2 separate regions of the Mus musculus genome follow, and region 1 is linked to region 2. A link is a contact called in public Hi-C data. All regions are on one chromosome and are shown on one strand. The core of a region is the stretch at or near the end of the contact, and the rest is flanking DNA. Distances in the headings are between cores, read along the strand shown.

The links. Hi-C and Micro-C count contacts between places; a contact is called where the count stands out from the background.
Region 1: a contact with region 2 is called in a Hi-C map of cerebellar granule neurons, with 5 times the contacts expected there. The contact joins two enhancer-like sites. A contact is called at or near these places in 1 of 15 datasets of contacts at CTCF or cohesin (stem cell-derived epiblast-like cells), 15 of 484 Hi-C or Micro-C datasets (the AML12 cell line, brain, cerebellar granule neurons and 7 more) and 2 of 115 datasets of contacts at active chromatin or transcription factors (bone marrow-derived dendritic cells and kidney).

The regions. Positions count from the first base shown.
Region 1 is chr6:24,346,998-24,352,144 of GRCm38.p6, forward strand. No RefSeq gene overlaps it. Among named protein-coding and RNA genes, the nearest start is that of Iqub, 170 kb to the right of the region's middle. Within about 2 kb of position 3,509, at least 2 of the 459 cell types and tissues checked have an H3K27ac peak or open chromatin away from gene starts, as enhancers often do. A contact at or near this core is called in cerebellar granule neurons, where this site is marked.
Region 2 is chr6:24,103,576-24,108,199 of GRCm38.p6, forward strand. Slc13a1 (solute carrier family 13 (sodium/sulfate symporters), member 1) reads right to left here. Exons shown (of 15, transcript NM_019481.2): 8 at 4,569-4,624; 9 at 439-534. Among named protein-coding and RNA genes, the nearest start is that of Slc13a1, 62 kb to the right of the region's middle. Within about 2 kb of position 2,761, at least 19 of the 459 cell types and tissues checked have an H3K27ac peak or open chromatin away from gene starts, as enhancers often do. A contact at or near this core is called in cerebellar granule neurons, where this site is marked.

The sequences.
Region 1 (5,147 bases), core at 2,259-4,758, 240 kb after region 2:
GCTCTGATCACAAACCTGTCTCCATTTCCAGCCTGGGAGTGTTTCTCCTTAATAATAAGCAGGCTCCTTTTCTGTACTATTCACTCCGAGACTTAGGAAGCCAAGCGTTATATAGCAGGTGACCTGTGAACTCAGATCTGTATCATTGTCTTTAAAACCCGAGTCTCCAGTTTTGATTCATCAAGTGGCCTTCCAACATTGATCTGTCTTTGTAAAAATAATTTACTATACTATACATTATTTGCTTGCCTGTTAACATGGGCTTCTAATTGGCTTCTTGGCCATTGTTGTTAGAAATTAACCATTTTAAAATGTAAAATCTTTAATACTTGGACAAACTGAAAAACATACGACTTTTTGAATGTGTAAAAGAAAAGATTTGGTGATCAGAATCCAAAATGCTCTCCCTCTCCTTATCTCCTCCCACCCCCGCCATCTCTCTCTCTCTCTCTCTCTCCCTTTCTGTCTCTCTCTCCCTCTCTGTCTCTCTCTCCCCCTCTGTCTTTCTCTATCTTCCTTTCTCCTTCCTTCCCTCCCTCTCTCCTCCCCTCTCTCCTCCTTTCCATCCTATGTCCCTCCCTCTTTCCCTCCCTCTCTCCCCTCTCCCCTCCTTCTCAACCTTAGTTCTCCCTCCCCCTTGCCTTCCCTCCTCTGACTTCTAGCCATTTCCCAGTTACTTCAGCATTTTAACTTTCAAAATAAAACATGTTGACTTCCATCTCTTCCACCTACATATTTAGAATTAATTTATACTGTCCTAGATTCATGTTAGAAAGGATAAATAGCTCACATGTTTACATGAATGTTTTAAGAGAGTAAATTTGTGGTCCACTTAACTTGACTCAAAGGCAGCATTCTAGAGAGGAAAATGAACAACAGTCAACCAGTAAGGCAGAGAGCACCTCCCACAACCCCTGTGTCTGCAATAACAAGGATTCTGTAAAATGAAGAGATGTCAGCTTCCACAGCACAAACAGGGATTATATCTGGGGCACAAAGCCAGATTCCTCCTGGGGAGACAGAACGCGCTTAATCTGTAACCCCTTTACACATAACTCCGAAAACCTATGGCCAGTCATCTTTTAAAAAATTAAGGAATTTGAAGCCACATGATATTTTAATGGTTAGCTAAGCCAATTGCTTAACATTTCTCAGGAGAAAAGGCTTTGTCAGAGGCTTCAGGGTCTGCCTTGGTCGGAAAAACAAAATGAGAACAACTTGAGGTTAAAGGTCTTAGCTTTGATTCACAATTCTAGAGTCAGGCCGGAGGAGGTCAAAGAACTCTAGGCTGGGGAGGCGGTGTTTACAGCTAGCAAATGGAAATGAGATGGAAAAGTGCTGTTGAGAGCACTGGTTCCTGTTGAGCCCCGACCTCATTTGAGTCAGTTGGCTGCCCGCGCTACTTCCGCTACTTCCGGGAGCTCGCTAGCATTAATCAGCGGGGAGACACAGCTGTCTGGAGACACAGCTGTCTGATGTAAAAGCACCCTTCCGCCCTGAAGCATTTATAGTTGCAGTACATGCTAAGCCAGGTTAGCAGTCCTCAGGGAAGGACTCCTCTGCCCAAATGCAAATTAATCCAGCAGCTTCTATCACTCTGTCTCCTAGGAGTAATCTAGAACTATGCAACTGTCTGTCCAGGGCTTTCTATAGGCCCGCCTTCCTTCCTACAATAATGTTTACAAAGGCATGACGCTCCTTCCGTTCATACTCATGATTCCATCCCTTCGAAGCACTTTAACCACATTTAAATAATGGACTTAAGTAAGCATAATTGACCTTAAATTAGCTGCTGTTGTCGTCAAATTGTCAGCATTGTCCCCAGTCTTTCTAAGAAGTCAATATATTGAGTTTCCCTGCTGTTTGCGGGTCATGCATCTAGCTGTTAGGGGTAGAGGGAAAGACATCACAACACTGTCTACGCTGTTGAGCAACAAATTCCAACAGCTGGAAAAAATGTGGAAATGCACTAAGCCATCCCAATTGACAAGACTAAAAAAATAAAATCTCCCACAAGAAAGAGCTGAGAAACAAGCTAACAAGGACCCTTTCTTTACCCTTAGAGATTTATTTTTAAGTTATTTGTTTTTGTTTTGTTTTGTTTGTTGTTTGTTTAAAAAAGGCTTCTGGAGAATCGCTATCTTGTGGCAAAATTTGAACAAGCATTTCTTCGTTTTAATATCTTACTCAAAGAATCTTCTCCATACCAGGTAAATATTTGGTGAAAAATGGCTTCTGTGCGTGTGCAAATGGAGTTGATAACAGTCTTCCAAAGTGCCTTTTGATACCTTTAGAATAAACGAAATATAGGTTATCATTTAAACGGCACTAAAGATTGTAATTTTATTTGGGAAATGGGTTCGTTTCTTACCCTTTCCTTCTACAAATAAGATTTAATTAGCCCACTCCATTCATCAAAAATAAAGTAGAGCATGGGAGAACAAGCAGAGGGCAAGTTGTTTGCTGGGACGACTCAGTGCACACGTTCTGTGATGGGTAACCGTAAAACTTTAAAGTACAACCCTTTTTTTGTATGTGTGTTTGTACTAGGGTAAACTAATGTCTGAGTCAAATTGGTGTCAAATGTATTGAAGTCAGTAGGAGTTAAGGAGTAATTTCCTTACTGGTTAACTACGCGCCACCTTAGCATCTCCATATGTTAACAATGCATTGTCAGCAGCATGGGAGACCTTCTTGTAAGAACCCCTGGCTAGGTGCAAGCTACTCTTTCTTGCCTCTTTAGGACAGAATTGTCTGTCGAAGCTGCTTCATCCGATTGATTGGTAGCTGTGGCCTTTAAGTTTGGAAATGTTTTGAATATCCTCTTCTTCCTCAGTGGTTGTAATTGTAAATTTTAGGAACACAGGAGAACTGAGTGAATGTCAACGTAATAGACAAAGGACCCATGGGAGAATCCAACAAGGACTGCTTTGGGAACTTTGTGGAGAGGATGATAGTGGAGCTCATTCCTAAGGAATGGGTTCTTCTGTAAAGAACAGAATCGAGAAAAAAAAAAAAAAAGAATGGAGGAAGGGACTCGCAAGAATAGGAAATGTCTGGGCATAGTCGGAATTATAAGGGGATATTATTATTAATATTATTATTATTATTAGCAGGTTTATTGTATTGGGAAGCTGCTCTCAGGCCAGAAAGAGTTTACTGGCCCCAAGGACCAAGGTTAGGGAAGTGAGCATGGGGAAAGGGGGTGTGGGGTAGAGAAGGGAGAAAGAGAAAGGGCACACATGCAGAGGTAGAAGAGAAGGGGAGAGTCTTTCTTAATAACACTGTTTGGAAGCAGCTCAAGATGTGTCACTAAAGAGAGTATTGTATTTGAAACTCACATCGATGTTAAAAGACATTTTGATCACCTTTCATCCATATCTGAAAGCATTGTTGAAAATAAATAAATAAAAGAGGAATAAAGAAGAAAATAACCACAAACAGGAAGTCATTCGGCTCCAGAAATGTGTGTGGAGCTTTGGGGATGAGCCTTCTGGGTTCCCCGGTGGTGAGAGCCACCACAGTCCCTGGACATGCTCGGGAGAAAGTGTGGGAAGGTCTTTGGCTGCCTTCATCCTCTGAAATGGAGCTGATAACTCTCTGAAATGCGGTAATAATGGCAAATTAGTCTGTCTTGTTCCAAGTGATTTCAATATTATTTGGAGAGTTTTCAAATGCTTTTGAATTAAGAGAATGATTGCTACCCTGAATTTTAGGAGCTTTCAGAAAACTTGAAATACTTGTATTATTTTATAGCTGAAGTACTTTAAATCTTCCAGAATGTTATTTTATAAATGCTTGTATATATCAAAGTCTAAGTAAATGCTTAAACGGCGTTAGAGCCTCGATTTCTTCATTTTAGAAGGAATCAATGCGGACTACATATATAAATCATATATATTTTAAATGTCTAATAGCAGCGAATTATTATTGCATATTAGATTGTTATAATTAAATCTTATGGGGGGAACAATCCTTACAGCGTATGAATGTCACCATATGGAGAACTAAGTCTCAGCGCTGATCCCATTATAACTGGCTAGGTAGTGAGAGGGGAGGCTAAGCTATGCACAGTGCCTCAATCCTGACCTCTAGAGGCTGTTCTGAAAAACTGCAGAAGGCTACACCGTCGCAACAGCTGGGACTGTATTGTATAAAATCTCTCTATATGCACTAACCTGTCCCAGGTCACAGCAAGCACACAAGGGAATTATCTTATTGTAAACAAGATATTATTCTAGAAAGGAGAATTCCAAGCAGTTTTCATTATAATACAATCCTTAATTCCAGATGACTGGAATTTCTAACCTACTCAATTAGTATTTTATATGTTCCAGGCTCTAGAAGGAATGACAATTCATCATTTTCTTATTTCATCTTTGATGATAATTGGAAAGACCCTAAATTTTCCTTAATCTAACATGCAGGACTCATATCGAAATCTTCTCCCATTTTCACGTGTCCAATACAAGCCCTTTCTTGGAGAGCGCCGATTGACTTTAAAGATTGTGTACCACTGAGGGACATGATTGACTCGTGGTACTTCATGAAATTTCTCACCTTTAGATCCATAACATGGCAAAACACCAGCCTATAAATTGTAGCTAATTAAGTCAGTTTGCTCACCAACTAATTACTGGGATTTAATGAACATGAAGAAGTGTTACTCAGATCTTAGAGATCGTCCTTACAGTTGTGTCTCACGGACACCTGTGCGTATAGCCTGAAGATAACCTGCGTGCCACATTCTCTGTGCACAGGCTCTATGACTGTGACCCATCATATAAGGTCATGCTTCAGATGTCCCCGTTCTGTCTCATCAGCACCGAGCACACTTCAGACTCTAGAGTACTTCAGATTTCAGATGAACGATGGTCAACCTATATGGCTTACATGTTTTATTTTCAAGACGTCATCATTGACTTACCGGCACAGACACTTAATATAAGCCACTTTCCTTTTATCGCTTATGTTTAAAATATTTATTTACTTGTAAAAGTATTTCTGTCGTTTTATCTTTTTAAACTTGCTAATAAAGTTGTAAAAATAGTAAAGAGTTGTAAAATATTTTATAAAAAAGACTGTAATGTAAAGTGAATAAGTAAAAAGAATTAAATTTAATTTTAAAAGCTAAAAAAAAAACATGA
Region 2 (4,624 bases), core at 1,511-4,010:
TGACAAGCTAGTCTGAACAGTCCGTGGCCCTTGTGGGACCTCAGAGTGCTCTTACAGAGGTCGCTTTCTCCTTCTCAGCGTTTCCACCTAGCACATTTTAGTAGGGCAATGGTGTGTTCTTCAGTATGGTAACAAGTAGTCACTGAGCTGTGTGGGTTTGTGGTCTTAGCAACTTTCTTTGCTGGCAAGCGCTTGATAATTGGCTTTAAAATAACTGGTGTGTGTGTGTGTGTGTGTGTGTGTGTCTGTGTGTGTGTGTGTGTATGTGTGTGTGTGTGTCTGTGCGTGTGTGTCTGTGTGTATGTGTGTGTCTGTGTGTGTGTGTCTGTGTGTCTGTGTATCTATGTGTCTGTGTATCTGTGTGTGTGTCTGTGTGTGTGTGTGATGTGAGTGGTGAGTGTGTGTATGTGTGTCTGTGTGTACTCATGCGTATATTACCTCATTGGCCCAAGTTTTTCATATTCTTGTTTGATCACCTTTGCACAAGCTTTTTCTTTGAGTGTTTTGGTTTTGCCACACTTGAACATCTTAAAGCTGAAAGAGACAATAAGAGTTAAGGAAGCTAGTTTACCACCACCTCCCTCCCTTATAGAAGGTTTGTCTGTGAATGCTTTGTTAAACTTCCCTCTACTGACCCCTGGAATCCATGCCCTGCGCCTGTCTGTGCTTCTTTCTCCTTCGCTGACTCTTCTTTCCTCTCTGGCTTTGTCTGGCTTGCTCCTTTCTAGATGTCCAAGTTTCGCTTTACCATCCATGATGTCTTCTCCTTATCTCTTCCTTTTAAAGATCATTCGCACCCCTCATACATTTCCACCCCCCACTCATCCTGATCACTCTCTATGCAATGGTAACTATAAATATGTAGGAATACTTGATATCTATATTGCCTTAAAAGTATATTTCTTGTTCATCTTGGTCTCTTATTTCTGTGCATAAGGAAGTTTCATCCCATTAGGCAGAAATGGAGGGCAGGGACAGGACAGTAAACAGATAATCTTTTGGGCTCAGTGTCTTAACATAAGCACTATACTCACCCACTCCATAACACCTCTGGCAAATCTGAGACACTTATTTTTGTCAGATCTGTCAACTCTCACAAATATGTTAAAGAGGTGACACCAGGCCATAAAATTATTGAAGTTAGACTCCAAACTAAGCTACTCAAAGGGGAAAAAAAAACTGGAGTCCGTTGTTTTCCTGAGAGATTCACCCGCCCTAAAAGCAGAGTCCTTAGACAAGTCCTGTTTACTCAGTAGTAAATATCACTCCTCTTCTGCCTTTAGCTGCTTGGTTCTACAGCCCCTTTTCACTGTTATTGTTTTATTTTCCTGGTCTAAGGTCTTCCAAATTTTGAAAAATTTTTGTGGGACATTACTGTAGATGCAGATTTTTTTTTAAATCCCTCTGGAGGAAGAATCAAGTGGGAAAATTGATGCTTAAGGTTTGCCTCTTGGAATGATTGTGAGTAGGTTAGCTGGGTCCTCCTGAGTGAGCAGTCATGGTGGGAACAGTCTCCTAGTCTCCTGTAAGCTTATTGTTTTGGAGAGAGAGAGAGAGAGAGAGAGAGAGAGAGAGAGAGAGAGAATGGGAAAAGGAGTTAGCACTAACCAACATAGATAGTTTGTGCTCGGTCATCGTATCTTCATGTAATTTTGCTGCAAAGCATTGTTCCATACTTCCTTTTAAAGGAGCTAAATTTCCTTGATTCTTTTTGTTGTTTGGTTGGTCTGGAACAGGGTCTCTTTATATAGTTGCTATATAGACCAGGCTGACTTCAAACTCACCAAGATCTGCTTGTCTGTGCTTCCCAAGGGCTAAGGGAGTAAGGTATGTGGCACCATGACTAGGTAAACAGAGTTTCTGTAATTCCTAAGCCTTTCATTTTAGACATTCCTGATCATCCTCATGCAAACATGATCACCTCTGTAACTAGTTAGATATTGTTTCCCTTATGACTAGGACTAATTAAATCTTTGTTTTTATTAAGTTTCTGGATATTGGCAATCTCAAATTTTTATCCCTAATCCCAACATAAATACATAATCCAAGAAACAAGTCTGAGGACTACCGTGAGAAAACTATCTGTGAAAAGAGAAAACAATAGACAAAGATAAAAACTTTTCCTTTTCTACCCTCTAAGCAGCTGCAAGTGCGCTTTCTCTCTCTGGCTGCAGACAGTAACCGGATCAAGCTGAATTTGCTTGCCTGCAAATGAAGGATAATCTTCAACAAAGGAACCGATGGAGCATATAAGACTGTGTGTCAACCTCCTTTCCATTGTAATAAACGCAGAGGTCTGATGGATGAGCTCCTGGTATGTTGGGGCTGTTTATAATGAGCGAGTTAGCTGTGCTAACAGCCAGAACACTAATCAGAATGTATGGTAGCCTGCCAGGGGAGTGGCAGCTAATTTCTGTTTGTCAGTCTAAAGCCTTTAGAGGGACACACCTTGGCAAACTGAAAAGAACTCTGAAAAATTGGTTGGAACATGAAACTGCCATGTCTAACCAGGAATGGACAACAAGAGGACTGTTGAAAGACAACACTGACCTTATTGTAATATGCCTGCCCCATATTAAAATAATAGTGGGGGTTGCATATGTATTTGTTTAAAGTCATTAAAAGCATCAACAAAGAACGAAAACAGCAGGGGTTTAGTCACTAGACAGTGTGCCTGTGTCCACTGGTTCAGGATTCTTCTCCTTTGTGCTCCCAGCCTTGCTACCTGTACAACTGAACCAGTCCCGGAAAGGTTGGATTCCCTGGGAGGGGCACTTTGTATGCAGCTGGCCTGTCACACTGAAGGCCACCTGCTGAAGTCAGTGACATTCCACACATTTGCTTCAGCGGGAAGACTGCCACATGCTGCTCCCACAATCTGGATAGAATGTTTTTTAAAACCATCAGTACTATCTTCCAACTACTAGCACAATTGGGCAGTTAGAGAGGAAAAAGATAAGATGAAAAAATAGAGAGGGGGGAAATGTCAGTCATTACCTTGCTAGACCTGGAAACTATGGTCACAGATAAAACACCACCCCCTACTGTACTGTGTCATTTTTTTCAAAAGAAGTCCGAGTAGCTGAGAGTTCACCTTCACTGTCTTAGAGAACAGTGTGCTGCTTGATTCATAGGTTCTTGGAATTATTAAAATTAAACTATAGAAGTGAATTTTAAATATTTTATTAGTCAGAAAATAATTTTCATTTGTGATATATATGTATATATCCTAATTATATGTGATGTAAAATTCCTAATGGAGAATTAAATAAGTTGAAAGTACAGGCTGCATTTTAGATTTTCTTGATTAGCCCTTGGTGGGCTCTATGGTGGCTGTATTCTCAGTTATACAACCACTGAATGCTTATCAAACTACCAGCTTCAATCTTAGAAAAGCAGGGGATTCACTTAGTATACAGAATTTGACATTTTAGTGCCATCAGTGGTTCTTTACTTTCCAGTATATCCTTACTTTGGCTGCTGCAGTTCAGTTTGGACTCTTGGGTGTTGACATCATAATGCTAGAAGTGATCTTACCAAACTGATGAATAAATCCTCTTGTTTACAGTAGAAGATACTAAGACTAATCATGGGCAGGACTTGAAGAGATTACTCATCTGCCCTGGGGTTACTTCTCCTGGTGCTTGAATAATAATGGCTCCCATAGATTTATATCTTTGAATACTTAGTTGCCAGTGAGTGGAACTCTTTGAAAGGATTAGAAGGATTAGTAGTTTAGCCTTTTTAGAGAAAATGTGTCATTAGGGGTGGACTTCAAGATATCAAAAGCCCATGCCAGACCCAATCTCTCTATGTATCTCTGTCTGTCTGTCTCTGTCTGTCTCTGTCTCTCTCTCTCCAGATCAGAATGTACCACTCAGCTACTTCTCCATCACCATGCGTGCTGTCATGCTCTCTACCATGTTGATAAAGGACTAAACTTTGAAACTGTAAGCAAGCCCTCAATTAAATGCTTGTTTCAATAATAGTTGGCCTTGGTCATGCTGTCTCTTCACAGCAATAGAACAACAGTAAAGCCATCTCTCTTCTCCCAATTATTAGTTCAACGTCTTTCAACAGAGAAACTTTTCAGATCTCTATTTTACTTTATAGTTTGAAGATGTTATTAAGTTTGAAGTTCACATGAAACAGGGAAACCCTGCATGTTAACAATTGAAAGTAACTTGATAATCCAAGAACATTCATCCTAAGAGGCACAGCAACATGGATTCTCACAACTCTACCGTGATAGTTGGATTGGGACCATGACATCACCAGTTTCTTATGCCTTTCTGAGCAGTTACTATATCACTGGTTTAAGACTTAAAGGGCATCTATTTAGACCTGTACTTTATAGATTCCACCAATGCCAATGTTATTTACATTATTCCAGTCTATCCTAAAAATGTGTTCAGGCATGCTAATTTTCTGAATGCAAAAAAAAAAATGTGGAAACACAGCGCGTGTAGCATAGAGGAGAATTCAGGTATTCTCTCTATCTAGATATAGAGGTGAAAGCACCGTGCAGATAGATGCCTTGATCACATTAAAATAAAATGTCTACTTACTCGAATCCTAGGTAGAGCCACTGGAGCCAAATCCAAGACAAAAGTAGAAGAATTAG